Regions from separate parts of the Pan troglodytes genome. Here region 1 is linked to region 2. A link is a contact called in public HiChIP or PLAC-seq data. All regions are on one chromosome and are shown on one strand. The core of a region is the stretch at or near the end of the contact, and the rest is flanking DNA. Distances in the headings are between cores, read along the strand shown.

Region 1 (5,936 bases), core at 904-3,403, 270 kb before region 2:
TGCACCACTGCACTCCAGCCTGGGTGACAGAGCAAGACTCTGCCTCAAAAAAAGAAAAAAAAAAGTTACTAACAGCTGGGCACAGTGGCTTACACCTGTAATCCCAACGCTTTGGGAGGCTGAAGTGTGAGGGTCACTTGAGTCCAGGAGTTTGAGACCAGCCTGGGCAACATATGGTGAGATCCCATCTCTACAAATTAAAAAACATATTATTAAAGAAAAAAAGAATTTGGTCAACTTAGTTTAAAAAAAAGAAAAAGAAAAAAAGAGAAAAAAGTTACTTTTTTCTATTTTATTTCTTATTTATGAATGTAGTGTCATTTTAATATAATTAAAAGCATATTAATCTGACACCAAAGGGGAAACTCCATTGCCTCAAGGAAGAATGGGGATGCCTAATGACCCTGGACTCCGGAAACCCTGTCCAGGAGCCCCCACAAAGATGGGCCCAGTCTAACTTCAGAGGAAAGGAGTGAACTCTGATTAGAAGCTTAAGAGCTGAGTTTGAGTTCTGTCTGCCACAGCTAGCACTGTGGGAAGATCGCCTAAGAAAACTAAACCCCAAATCCCAGTTCATAAAATAAAGCTGAGACATCTCTCCCACAGTTCTCCTTGTGCCTCTGCTCACACAGACCCAGACAGTTTTCCTCAAATGCCACTTTTTTTTTTTTTTTTTTTTTTGAGACAGGGTCTCACTCTGTCCCCAGGCTGGAGTGTGGTGGCGCCATCATGACTCACTGCAACCTCCACCTCCTGGGCTCAGGCAATCCTCCCACCTCAGGCTCCTGAGTAGCTGGGACTACAGGTGCACGCCACCATGCCTGGCTAACTTTTTTTATTATTTGTAGAGACGAGGTCTCACTATGTTGCCCAGGCTGGTCTCAAACTCCTGGGCTCAGGCGATCCTCCTGCCTTGGCTTCCCAAAGTGCTGGGATTACAGCTGTGAGCCAATGCACCCAGCCTCAACTGCCACTTCTGACCTTGGCTTCCCCCGGGCTGGGCCACAGCTCTTCTGTGGCAGCTCTGCTCTTCCTACCAGCGTTTCCTTGTCACCTTGACACACCCATTCCCTCCCTGCCCGCTCCCTGTTCAGAATCCTCTCTGTAGCCCCTTCAAGAGAACTCAAGGTTCTCTTGAACTACAAACTCCAGCAGGGGGTCCCTGGAGCCCAGGTTAAGGCTGCCCGCAGTCGCATACGGATCCCCAGGGGAAGGGGCGCCCTCCTCACTCAACGCTCACCTGTTCAGGTGAGAGCCTCAAAGCGCCACTCTACAGCTCCCCTGGTTAGGTCAGTTCTCCCCACAGCCAAGGCCCAGTGTGTCCACCAATCGTCCAGCCGGAACAAACTAAGACACACTTTCTTTGGCAAGATAGAATTTTCCACTTCTCGCCAAATCCCACAGCGCAAACCCCACCCGTCAGCATGGAGGGCAGACTGGGTCTCCGCACTGTCATGTGAAGGTGTCCAAAGCCGCCCCAGCTGGAGAAAGGCCGGAGACCGAAGTCCCTCCCGCGGGCTTCCTGCGTCCGGGGATTAGGAGGCACAAAGGGCCGGCAGGGACACAGCCCAGATGGCAGGGGCAGGGGCTAAGCCGCCGGGGCACCGCGCTCCGGCCGCCGCCCGTGGGGAGGGGGTCACCGCAGACGCGCGTCGCCAACCCCGCTGGCCTGGCGCCTGCACGTGGGCCCGGGGACTCCGTCTCTGCCCGCGGTGCCCCCCGCACCCAGCCGGCCCGGGCACCTGTTCTCCTGCTCTCCTAAGCCAACATTATTGTGCAAACCCAAGCCCAAGTTTCAGTCATCGCGCAGATCAGGCAGAGAAGTTCCCCGCAGAACTTTCTACAGGTGTCTCTCTTCCAGGCCAGCACAGCGACGCGGACAGGGGCGAGGCGCGCGGACCTGGGCGCAGCCCTCCCGCCCTGGCCCGACAGCCCAGGGGTCCTGGGCCTCCCTGGCCTCCCCGCCCCAGGTGGAAGCCCCGAGGGGGCGGGCCCGGCTGGGCAAGTCCGGCACGCATCTCACCTGGAACCCCGGGCCAGCCCCCGCCCGAGGCCTCGGCGTCCCTCGGCGCCCGCCGCCGGCCCCGCTCGCTCCGCCGCGCCTGCCCACGGGCTGCTGGGCGGCCGTCTCCTTCCTGCTCACCTCCGGCGCGGCGAGCCTGGGGCGGAGCCGCGCTATTTACATAAAGGGCGAGCCTGCCGGGGCCCAGCGCCCCGCCCCCGGCCCGCCCCCCAGCTCGGCGCCGCAGGGGCGGGGGCACCCTCGGGGGTGGGGGCTGCGCTCCTGCCAATCCGCGGCCCCGGGAAGCGCGGGGCGGGGCCTCGCGAACTGCCTCGGGGTTCCGCAGGCCCGCCCCGGCCTCACCTGCGCGCACCTGGACGCAGAACGGCGCGCCGCGCCCAGTGTCCCGCCGCCTCCCGCAAGCGGAAATAGTTCCCGGAACGCCCGCGGTCCCGGGCCGCCTCCCAGACTCCAGGGGAGCCGTCCCTCCAACTCCCCGCAGCTGCCGAGGGAGGGGCGGATACGGGCCAGCTCCTCTGCCAGAGCCCAGCCCAGAGAGGGTGACCGGGGGACGCAGGGCCGGGTTTCCAGCCCCACGAGAGGGATGGTGTAGGGACCGGGGCGTCGCGGCGAGACGCCTTTCCTCGGGGGGGGGCGGGGGGGCGCCCACCTCCTCCGTGTCGGCCGGAGGGTCTGCAACAGCGGGTGGAATTTTTAGCACAAGCGAGGGAAGAGGTTGGAGCGACGAGAGGCGGGAGCGGAAAGGGCGCGGAGGCCGGGGCTGCAGCGCGCTCCACCGCCCAGCTCCAGGTGGCGCCTCTCGCCACCCGCACCCCGCTGCGCCCAGGGAAGGGCCGATGGCGCGCCGTCCTCCCTCCTCCCTTCGGGAAGCCTGCGACGTCCCATCCCCTCCGACGCAGGCCCGGGAAAGGCTCAAAAGGTTCGAGGTCGCGTTCCTGCTATCCCGCGGGCTTCTCTCACTCTTAGATCCCGCACCAGAGGAAGCGGATCTCCTTGAGTGGGCAAAGCAGGGGTGAGGGGCTGGGGGCAGTTCCACTGACAACGGGACGGGGGCGAGAGGGGTTTACCCAGTACATACAGAAACAGCAGAAAAGAAATCTATTTTTAATGGCTTTGGCTTTATAGCACGAAGCAGGCACCCTCTCGTTAAAGGCACACAGTCCTCTCTTCTGCTCCACCTCCTGGGTCCTTAAAATCGAGTCCTGAGTTCCAGAGGGGTCACTGCAAGGCAGCAGGGAAGGAAGAGGGTCACAGTTTCACTCTGTGAGTATCAGACACCCAGGGCCAAGGCCCAGACTGGCCTCTGAAGCTACAGGTTAGAGTCTGGGTACAGGAAGCAGCCGAGATGGTCCCTGAGAACAGACAGTCCCGGTCCCCCGGAGCAAGCTCCATCCTCTGCAGAGCTGTGACGTCAGTGCCCCACATCCTGGGGCAACGTGAAGTCCCTGAAGCTGTAGAAGGAGATGTCACCATGATCCACCAGGGCAAAGATCAGAGGGACATCCCCACTCTGGTAAGATAACCGCTTGAGGCTGCAGAGGTCTGGGACAGGCTCATCAAATCTGCAGGGACAAAGGGTTAGAGTGAGACCCAGCCATAGCCCACTCCTAAGCTCTAGGGCTCCCAGAGAAGAGATTCTACGGAAGGAGTTGGGGTGCAAGAATTCTGAACCATGAGTTCTGTCTCCAAAACACAGGGCTCTGATGAAGAGCGCCCCAGAGCACTGGTTAGGGAGGTGCTAGGAAGAGCAAGGTGCTCACCACTCTTAGCCTGTAAATCCCCACAATCCACATCCCTTCTGCTGGGTGAGTCCTGGACTAAAATGGCATTGGAGAAAGACTACCCTAAAATGCCAGCAATGAAGAGCTCAGAGTAGGGCAGCACAAACTGGCTGTGTGGCCTTGTGTAGGTCACTTAGCCTCTCTGGATCTCATGTTCCTCTCAGAGATTGGCACGCTGGCCAGGGGAGTACAGAGGAGTCCCACTTGGTTCACAGGAGAACTGGCAGCAGCTGGGGGAGGGGCAGTGCTGGCTCACTGCGTACCCACTAATGCACATCCGGGCATAGGGTTTGCCAGGGTTATTCTTTCGGAATGTGGCCACAGCGTCGGCCTGGTAAACATCAAAGATGATTTCCAAGCCCCCAGACTTCTCCAACAGCCTGACAATACAATGAGAAACGTTATGACATGAACTCTTCTCCCCAACCTTTCTTTTCCATCCCACCCTTTCCCTCCACCAGTTCCTGAAAGCAGCCTCACAGAGGTGCCACTTGAGGGTTGGGGGCTCTGAACCCTTGGGCTAACCCACTGGTTGTTCTCCCTCTTCCCTAGACACACACGAACACTAGTTATTGCTCAGAGCTAGGCTTAGGGGTAGGAGTCCCTGAAACAGTCCTCTAGTTTACACCCTACTTCAGGAGCCAGTTCCTAACCACCAACTCCTGGCGGTCAAGGTACTGCAGAGACGGCACTGCTTGGAAACTTACCGGGCACCTCCATCAGGAAGGTGTGTTGTCTGCAGCACAGAGATATGCTGAAGGACCACGGCTACAAGGACACAGAAAACAAGGTACTGGGGAGGGGAGTCACATTTCTCAGTCTGCCATCTAGTTTAGGACGGTCAGATTTAGCAACTTTTTTTTTTTTAAACGGAGTCTCACTCTGTCACCCAGGCTGGAGTATAGTGGCGTGATCTTGGCTCACTGTGACCTCTGCCTCCCAGGTTCAAGCAATTCTCCTGTCTCAGCCTCCTGAGTAGCTGGGATTAGAAGTGTGCACCACCACACCCGGCTAATTTTTGTATTTTTAGTAGAGATGGTTTCACCATGTTGCCCAGGTTGGTCTCGAACTCCTGACCTCAGGTGATCTGCCCGCCTCGGCCTCCCAAAGTGCTGGGATTACAGGTATGAGCCACCGTGTCCAGCCTAGCAACATTTTTTTTTTTTTTTTTTTTAGTATAAGCATATCCCATGCAATTTTTGGAACATACTTATACTGAAAAATTAGATTTATACTGAAAGTCAAATCAAACTGATCTGGCAACCCTATCTAGTTACCTACAATCTACCGTGTTCCCATAAAGGCTTTAAGTAATTTGGAATCCATTAACACATTTAGCTTATTCTTTCCCCATTGGTTCCCTGGGCTTAGAGCAGACAGCAAGCCTTTCTTTCACTTGGCCAAGAAGGCACCTCCTTTTCCCATCTAACAGGTTGGGATCACAGCTAGTTGGTGGCAAAGCCATCCACATGCATGTTGTTTATCTTTTTAAGGGTATGGTCATAGTTTCCACCCCTCCTTACCTCTCCTGACTCACCATCTCTAAGCCTTCCCACACAGGCCCTGCTGCAGCCGCGGGAGAACTGACCGTCCTTGTGGGTCCACTCCCTCCTCCCACATCTTCCTTAAGCCTCAATCCATCCCAGTTCACCCATGCCCTTTCCAAAGTCCTGTGATTCCTCAGCTGCCAGTGGCCCTCGAAGATGTGGCAGGCTGAGGGGGTACCTGGGGAGCTGGCCTGGCCAGGACTCAGCAGGGGGGTGACGGGCTGGCCCCACAGGTGAGGGGCCCGGCGCTGGCTCCTCTGCACCTGCCGCCGCTGCAGCAGCTCCTTGTACTCCCGCCAGCTGGAGCAGCGCTGCACCTCGGGATCGGCGTTGACGTCTTCCTGGAACCGCGCGGCCTCCGCGTGGTGCTCCCGTTCCCGCCTGGAGAGCTTCTCCTTGCGCTGGTTCAGCTTCTGGCACCAGGACTCAGCGTCTGTCTCCCGCCCAGCCACGTTGGCCGGGAGCAGCTCTGGGGCTGGGGCGCGCAGGAGGGTGTGGCGGCTGTCTGAAGCCATGTTGGGGAAGGAGATCTGCTCGAAGTTCCAGCGCCGCTTACCGGCCCCCGTGACTCCGTTCTCGGCTCTG
Region 2 (5,357 bases), core at 1,710-4,209:
AGACACGAGAGTGCAGACAATAATGAAGAAGTCCCTACCCCATGGAGTTGATATTGAAAAAGGAGAACACAAGAAAACTCAGGACAATAAAATATAATTAAATGCTATGAAAGAGATACCTAGTACTGTTCAGCAAACACTGATGAAGCATCAGTTATCGGTCAAGCACTATGCCAAACACTGGCATACAAAGACAGGATATGAATAGTCCCTCGCCATGAGAATTTTACAGGTTAGGACACACAGGATGCTTGACAGAAGACGGCGAAGGGAGGTGGGCTCCCAGATGTCACTTAGATACTTCTTCACTCTCTTCCACCTTCTGCCTATAATTTTTATGCTACAGGACTCAGACGAGTGGACCGTGACAGTCTCAATTCTTTTTTTTTTTTTTTTTGAGATGGCGTCTTGCTCTATTGCCAGGCTGGAGTGCGGTGGCGTGATCTCGGCTCACTGCACCCTCCGCCTCCTGGGTTCAAGCGATTCTCCTGCTTCAGCCTCCCGAGTAGCTGGGATTACAAGCATGCGCCACCACACCTGGCTAATTTTGTATTTTTAGTAGAAACAGGGTTTCTCCATGTTGATCTCGAACTCCCCACCTCAGGTAATCCACCCGCCTCGGCCTCCCAAAGTGCTGGGATTACAGGTGTGAGCCACCGTGCCCAGCCGTTTTTTTTTTTTTCTGAGACAAGGTTTCTCTCTCTTGCCCAGGCTGGAATGCAGGGGCGCAATCATAACTCACTGCAGCCTTGACCTCCTGGACTCAAGTGATCCTCCTACCTCAGCCTCCTGAGTAGTTGGGAGCACAGGTGCACACCACCACACCTGGCTAATTTTTTTGCTTTTTTTGTAGAGACGGGATCTCCCTATGTTGCCCTGCTGTCTCTTAACTCCTGAGCTCAAGCTATCCTGCGTTAGGCTCCCAAAGTGCTGAGATTACAGGTGCAATCCCACTGCACCAGCTAGAAAGCTATCAATCTTGACCCAACTCCCAAGCACCACCTATCTTGTTTCACATGTGGAGGGCCCTGCTTTCTTGCCCTGGCCATTCATTCACCTGGTAGAAACGGCCTCCCTTGAGGATGGGTACCAGCCCAATCATAGGCTCACAGTTTTTCAGTGCTTGATGGAAGATGGTGTAGGGGTTGCGTTCGATGGTTGCCTGTTCCTCTGCAGAAGCGGCATGGTACTTCTCAAACTGCTTCCGTTTCACAGCTTCCAGAGTCTGCAAAAGAATATGGTGGAAGAGGCTGCCCCAGTCTCCCTAAAGGGTTTACCCAGCCAAGCTAGTACCTTGCCCTTTACTCCCATCCTCTGGTTCTGCGCTGGCAATGCAGCTCCTCTCACAGCACATCCAAAACAAAGTTAAGTGCCTCCCCCTTTGCTAGACTAGGACAGAAAGAGTGGATTGAGATTTGTGGCGTGGAGGGGGTGGGGGGTGAGGTGGGGAATGGCAGTTGTTTTATTTTTCATTTGTTCCTTTTTTTTTAATTGTGTGTTTATTTCCGAAACACCAAGGAATGGCAGTTGTTGACTCCTACAGGGCTTCATTAAAGCCCGTACACATGCAGGGAAGTTAATCTGAATAATAGATACATGAATCCATTTGCTCTTAAGCTACACTGAAAGTACCAAGTACAAGGCTACGGGGTAGGGGGGCAAGAAAGATGACTGAGGAGGGAAGTGCTGTTTACCTGAATCATGAGGGATCTGGCCAGTACTTTGTTTCCTCCTATCATCATCATGTTGGTGAATTTACTTCAAAGAGAAAAGCAACACGTTTAGCTCTCCAAGGCTGTATCACAGAATCCTCACCAGAAACCCTCCCTGGGATAGTCCCAGTCCATGTAACAAGTGTTTGTTTCCATCTAACCTGATGACTGGGTCTTCAAACACAGAACTTGTTTTCCCTGCTGGAGCAGCTTTGATGAGCTGAGTCTTCTTGAGCTCCCGATCATACTTCTCCTCCTCAGTTAGCTCCTCCACAGGCTTGCGATAATACTCCTTGTCAATCAAGGGATCCTTGAATTCAGGACTATAGCGGCTCCATCTCACCTGAGTTAGCCTGGGAGGGGGGGAAAAGGAGGAGGCAGGCAAAAGCTGACTCCACAAGCGAGTAGGTTTGACTTAACAACAGGCATGACTGCCAACGCGCCGACGAGGGAGAGCGGCGCGGAGACCGCGAGCTAAACCTGAGCCACAACAATTCAGGCCCTTGTCCCAAGTAGGAGGACATTCCCCAAGCAGGCGGGTAAAGTCTCCTCCTGGTCAAGTGCTAACGGTAAGGATGGGCTTGGCGCCTACACACCCATCCCAATTCACAGGCGATCCCAGCTCTGAGCTCTTTAGCTGAACCGCACTGTCAGCTCCGCGTTAGAACCCTAGATCGTCCAGACTCCTTAGGCGAGAGGTAGTCACTAAACCTTCGGATTGGCCCAGGGTCACGCAGCTAACTTAGAAGCTTGAATCCAGATACTCCGGCCCCCAGGGCAGTGCTCTCTCTAGGGGCCCACGCGGCCTGCCTGTGGCCCCCTTCCTTCCTCGCAGCGCCCCCCCGCTGCTCGCCACCCTCTCACCCTGGAAGCTGCAAGACAGCCCGCCGCACGCCCAACGCCAGGCCCGACCATCCTCGGGAAACCTTCACTGCGGGGGCAGCCATCTTGGCTGGCCACGAGGACCCCACAAGGACTGCCCTCGGCGCGCCTGAGCGAGTGAAGGGAAACGGGTGAAAAAGACTCCTCAGGGTCCTAAATCTGCGTTTCTCTGCACTGATCTGGACGTTAGAGTTTTTCACTCCGGGGTCCAAAGGGAAGCGCCAAAAGGAAACACTTGCCCTCCCAGTATCCGTCGCAGTCTGGCGCGGCCCTCGGTGACGGCACTCACTCCTCTCAGGACCCCATGCAGGCCCCGCCCCATCTCAGCTCGTGCAGACTCTCGCGAGTTTTGAAGCCGCGGGGCCGGGCGGCTGCAATATGGCGGAGGCGGAAGGGGAAAGCCTGGAGTCCTGGCTCAGTGAGTAGCCGCGGCCGTTTCTGCCTGCCCTCGAGCCGCTGGGCTGCCCCTGTCTTCACCCCCACGTCCCCTCCCCGGGCTCCACGGCGTTGCCTCTTGGCAGCCCACGCCCGGTCTCGCCCTCGCCGCGAGCAGCCTGCGATCACGCCCCTTCCCTATCAGGGCGCCGGGGCCCCAGTCCGGCCCCCGCTTCCCTCGCTGCGGCGCGTCCTCTTGCTCTGGCGCGCGGCGGCGTGAATTCGGGGTCCCGTCGGGCACCGCAGGCTCGGGGAAAGGCGACAGCCAAGATCTTCGGGCTGACATGCTTCGGCGCTTTGGGGAGATTGTGGTGGGGTCGCCGCCTGGCGGTGACTCCAGGAACCCAGCGCCCCAATCCCTGACTAAGGGAGAAGCTTCGGATTGGGGCTGAGTCTCCGGTAGTGGTGGGTGCTGCCGACTGCGTTCAGTCGCCTGGCAGCTTCAGAATTGTGACCATGTGTTGGAGAAGTGACGGCTTCGCTCAGGCAGAATGCTTGAAGTGAGAATAATATTCCAAAGAGAGCGATGATAGAGAACAGAGAGCTCTACCTTTTTCCTGCAGTGACCACAGAAGCATGGTGAAATCGGTGTCGGGAACTCCCCCCCCACACACATACATATACCCCCTTGAACATCCTAACGAGTCAGTGTTGATAGCCTATTCTGAGTAAGGCTGAGGAGCAGTCTGAAGCTGTAGTTATAGAAGCGTATTGCTGTCATTGCACTGTGAATTACAGCGCTACGAAGGAAATGTGTGTTAACCTGGTTAGCAGGTAGTACTCTGCCTGAGGGTTAATAAGTGAACTTTCCTGTAGGCTAGACCTGGAAGCCTCCTTTAAGTGGAGAGAGAAATTGGACTGGTAATGGGATAGGTGAGATACCTAGTATTGCCTTGTTCTGAGGTCTCTTATTTAGTACTGCTTCCGGGATCTTGGAGGTGATAGCTATTTCCTCAAATTGTCTGATTTTTCCTAGTAAGAAACCCCCTTCAGGAGGTTGAGCTTCAGTTTAAAGGGGAGCATATCCCAAAAGAGAGAAAAAGTAAGATCACGTTTGCAAAATCTGCAGTTGCAGGCAGGTCATAAGGCTTCTTTATATATGGAACTGTTCTCCAAGGAGCTCAAAGTACTTTACAGATATTCATTAAATTAGTTTACCAAGTATCCTAGCAAAGCAGGCACTACTGCCATAATTTCACAAAAAGAGGACATCCTGACTCCAGTCAAACCACTTGCCCAGAAATGCCTAACTTGCTATAACCACAGTGGAATTAGTTTGCTTTGAAGGTATTAATATGGGTATTGAATAATTTAAATGACCTAAGCTGAGTTTAATAGGCTACATTTAGAGTTACATTTTGTTTTTGTTACTTGTTTTTGAGACAGAGTCTCGCGCGCTGTTGTCTAGGCTGGAGTGCAGGGGTGCGATCATAGCTCACTGCAGCCTTGAACCCCTGTGCTCAAATAAGTCTTCTACCTCAGCCTCCTGAGTAGCTGGGACTATAGGCACACGCCACCACGCTTGGCTAATTCTTTTGATGTTTAGTAGAGATGAGGTCTTGCTGTGTTGCCCAGGATGGTCTCAAACTCGAGTTCAAGTGATCCTCCCACCTTTCCCTTACAAAGCGCTGGGATTACACACGTGAGCTACCGCACCCAGCCTAGAGTCACATTATGAAATGAGAGGGACCCACTTGGTTGGGGGGGGAGTCACATGGTATCTGTAGAGACATAAGCTTCACAGTTGTTATGACTTAATAATGTGAACTGTACCAGTTGAACAAACCAGCAGTTGGGGTTCAGCATCGTCTCAGTCAGGGTCCTTGTCACCCCACGTTTGCCTGAATTGTTGCAGAAGCCTCTGCTTGGCCCAGAGACCCAGGTCTCTCCCGTCCTCACCTCTCCTCAGTCCATTCTGCTCCCAGAAGCGCACTTGTGTTGAATCAAATCATTCCACTGTTGCCTGTAATCTGGCCTTGGTTGTTCCAGGCCTTTTTCTCTGTGGCTTCTACGTTTTCCTGCTCTACTCAGTCTGATGTTCTTGGTTTACCAATACACGTTGCTCTCCTTACCTGGAAGCCCTGCTCCCGTTTCCTCAACTAAATGCTTGAAAACCCATCTCAGATTCTCTTTTCTCACAAACCATCTCTTGATGCTTCAGTCTTCTTTCAGGTCCCACCATGATCAATCAATCAATGTTTAATGAGTACCTGCTACGTGGGGTGTTATAGGAGTTAGGAGGTTTAAGAAGATTTTGCCTTTAGTTGGATGGAGGTGATGCTGGAGTGGATGAAAAACTCTTAAAAGATAAAGATACAAGGCAGCGCT

What was found. HiChIP or PLAC-seq counts read pairs in DNA pulled down with a chosen protein or histone mark.
Region 1: an H3K4me3 HiChIP or PLAC-seq map of stem cell-derived excitatory neurons shows a contact between it and region 2, with 3 times the contacts expected there. The contact joins the promoter of LLGL2 here to the promoter of MRPS7 in region 2. A contact is called at or near these places in 1 of 7 Hi-C or Micro-C datasets (stem cell-derived neural progenitor cells) and 1 of 1 datasets of contacts at active chromatin or transcription factors (stem cell-derived excitatory neurons).

Annotation. Positions count from the first base shown.
Region 1 is chr19:88,521,683-88,527,618 of NHGRI_mPanTro3-v2.0_pri, reverse strand. It overlaps LLGL2 (LLGL scribble cell polarity complex component 2), which reads right to left and starts at 2,153. Exons shown (of 26, transcript XM_523719.6): 1 at 2,024-2,153. It overlaps TSEN54 (tRNA splicing endonuclease subunit 54), which reads right to left. Exons shown (of 11, transcript XM_063799278.1): 8 at 5,342-5,936; 9 at 4,512-4,572; 10 at 4,068-4,184; 11 at 3,112-3,585. The coding sequence ends at 3,515.
Region 2 is chr19:88,254,137-88,259,493 of NHGRI_mPanTro3-v2.0_pri, reverse strand. It overlaps MRPS7 (mitochondrial ribosomal protein S7), which reads right to left and starts at 2,959. Exons shown (of 5, transcript XM_054670648.2): 1 at 2,834-2,959; 2 at 1,874-2,065; 3 at 1,695-1,758; 4 at 1,058-1,225. The coding sequence starts at 2,916. GGA3 (golgi associated, gamma adaptin ear containing, ARF binding protein 3) reads left to right here and starts at 2,939. Exons shown (of 16, transcript XM_016932925.4): 1 at 2,939-3,012. The coding sequence starts at 2,973.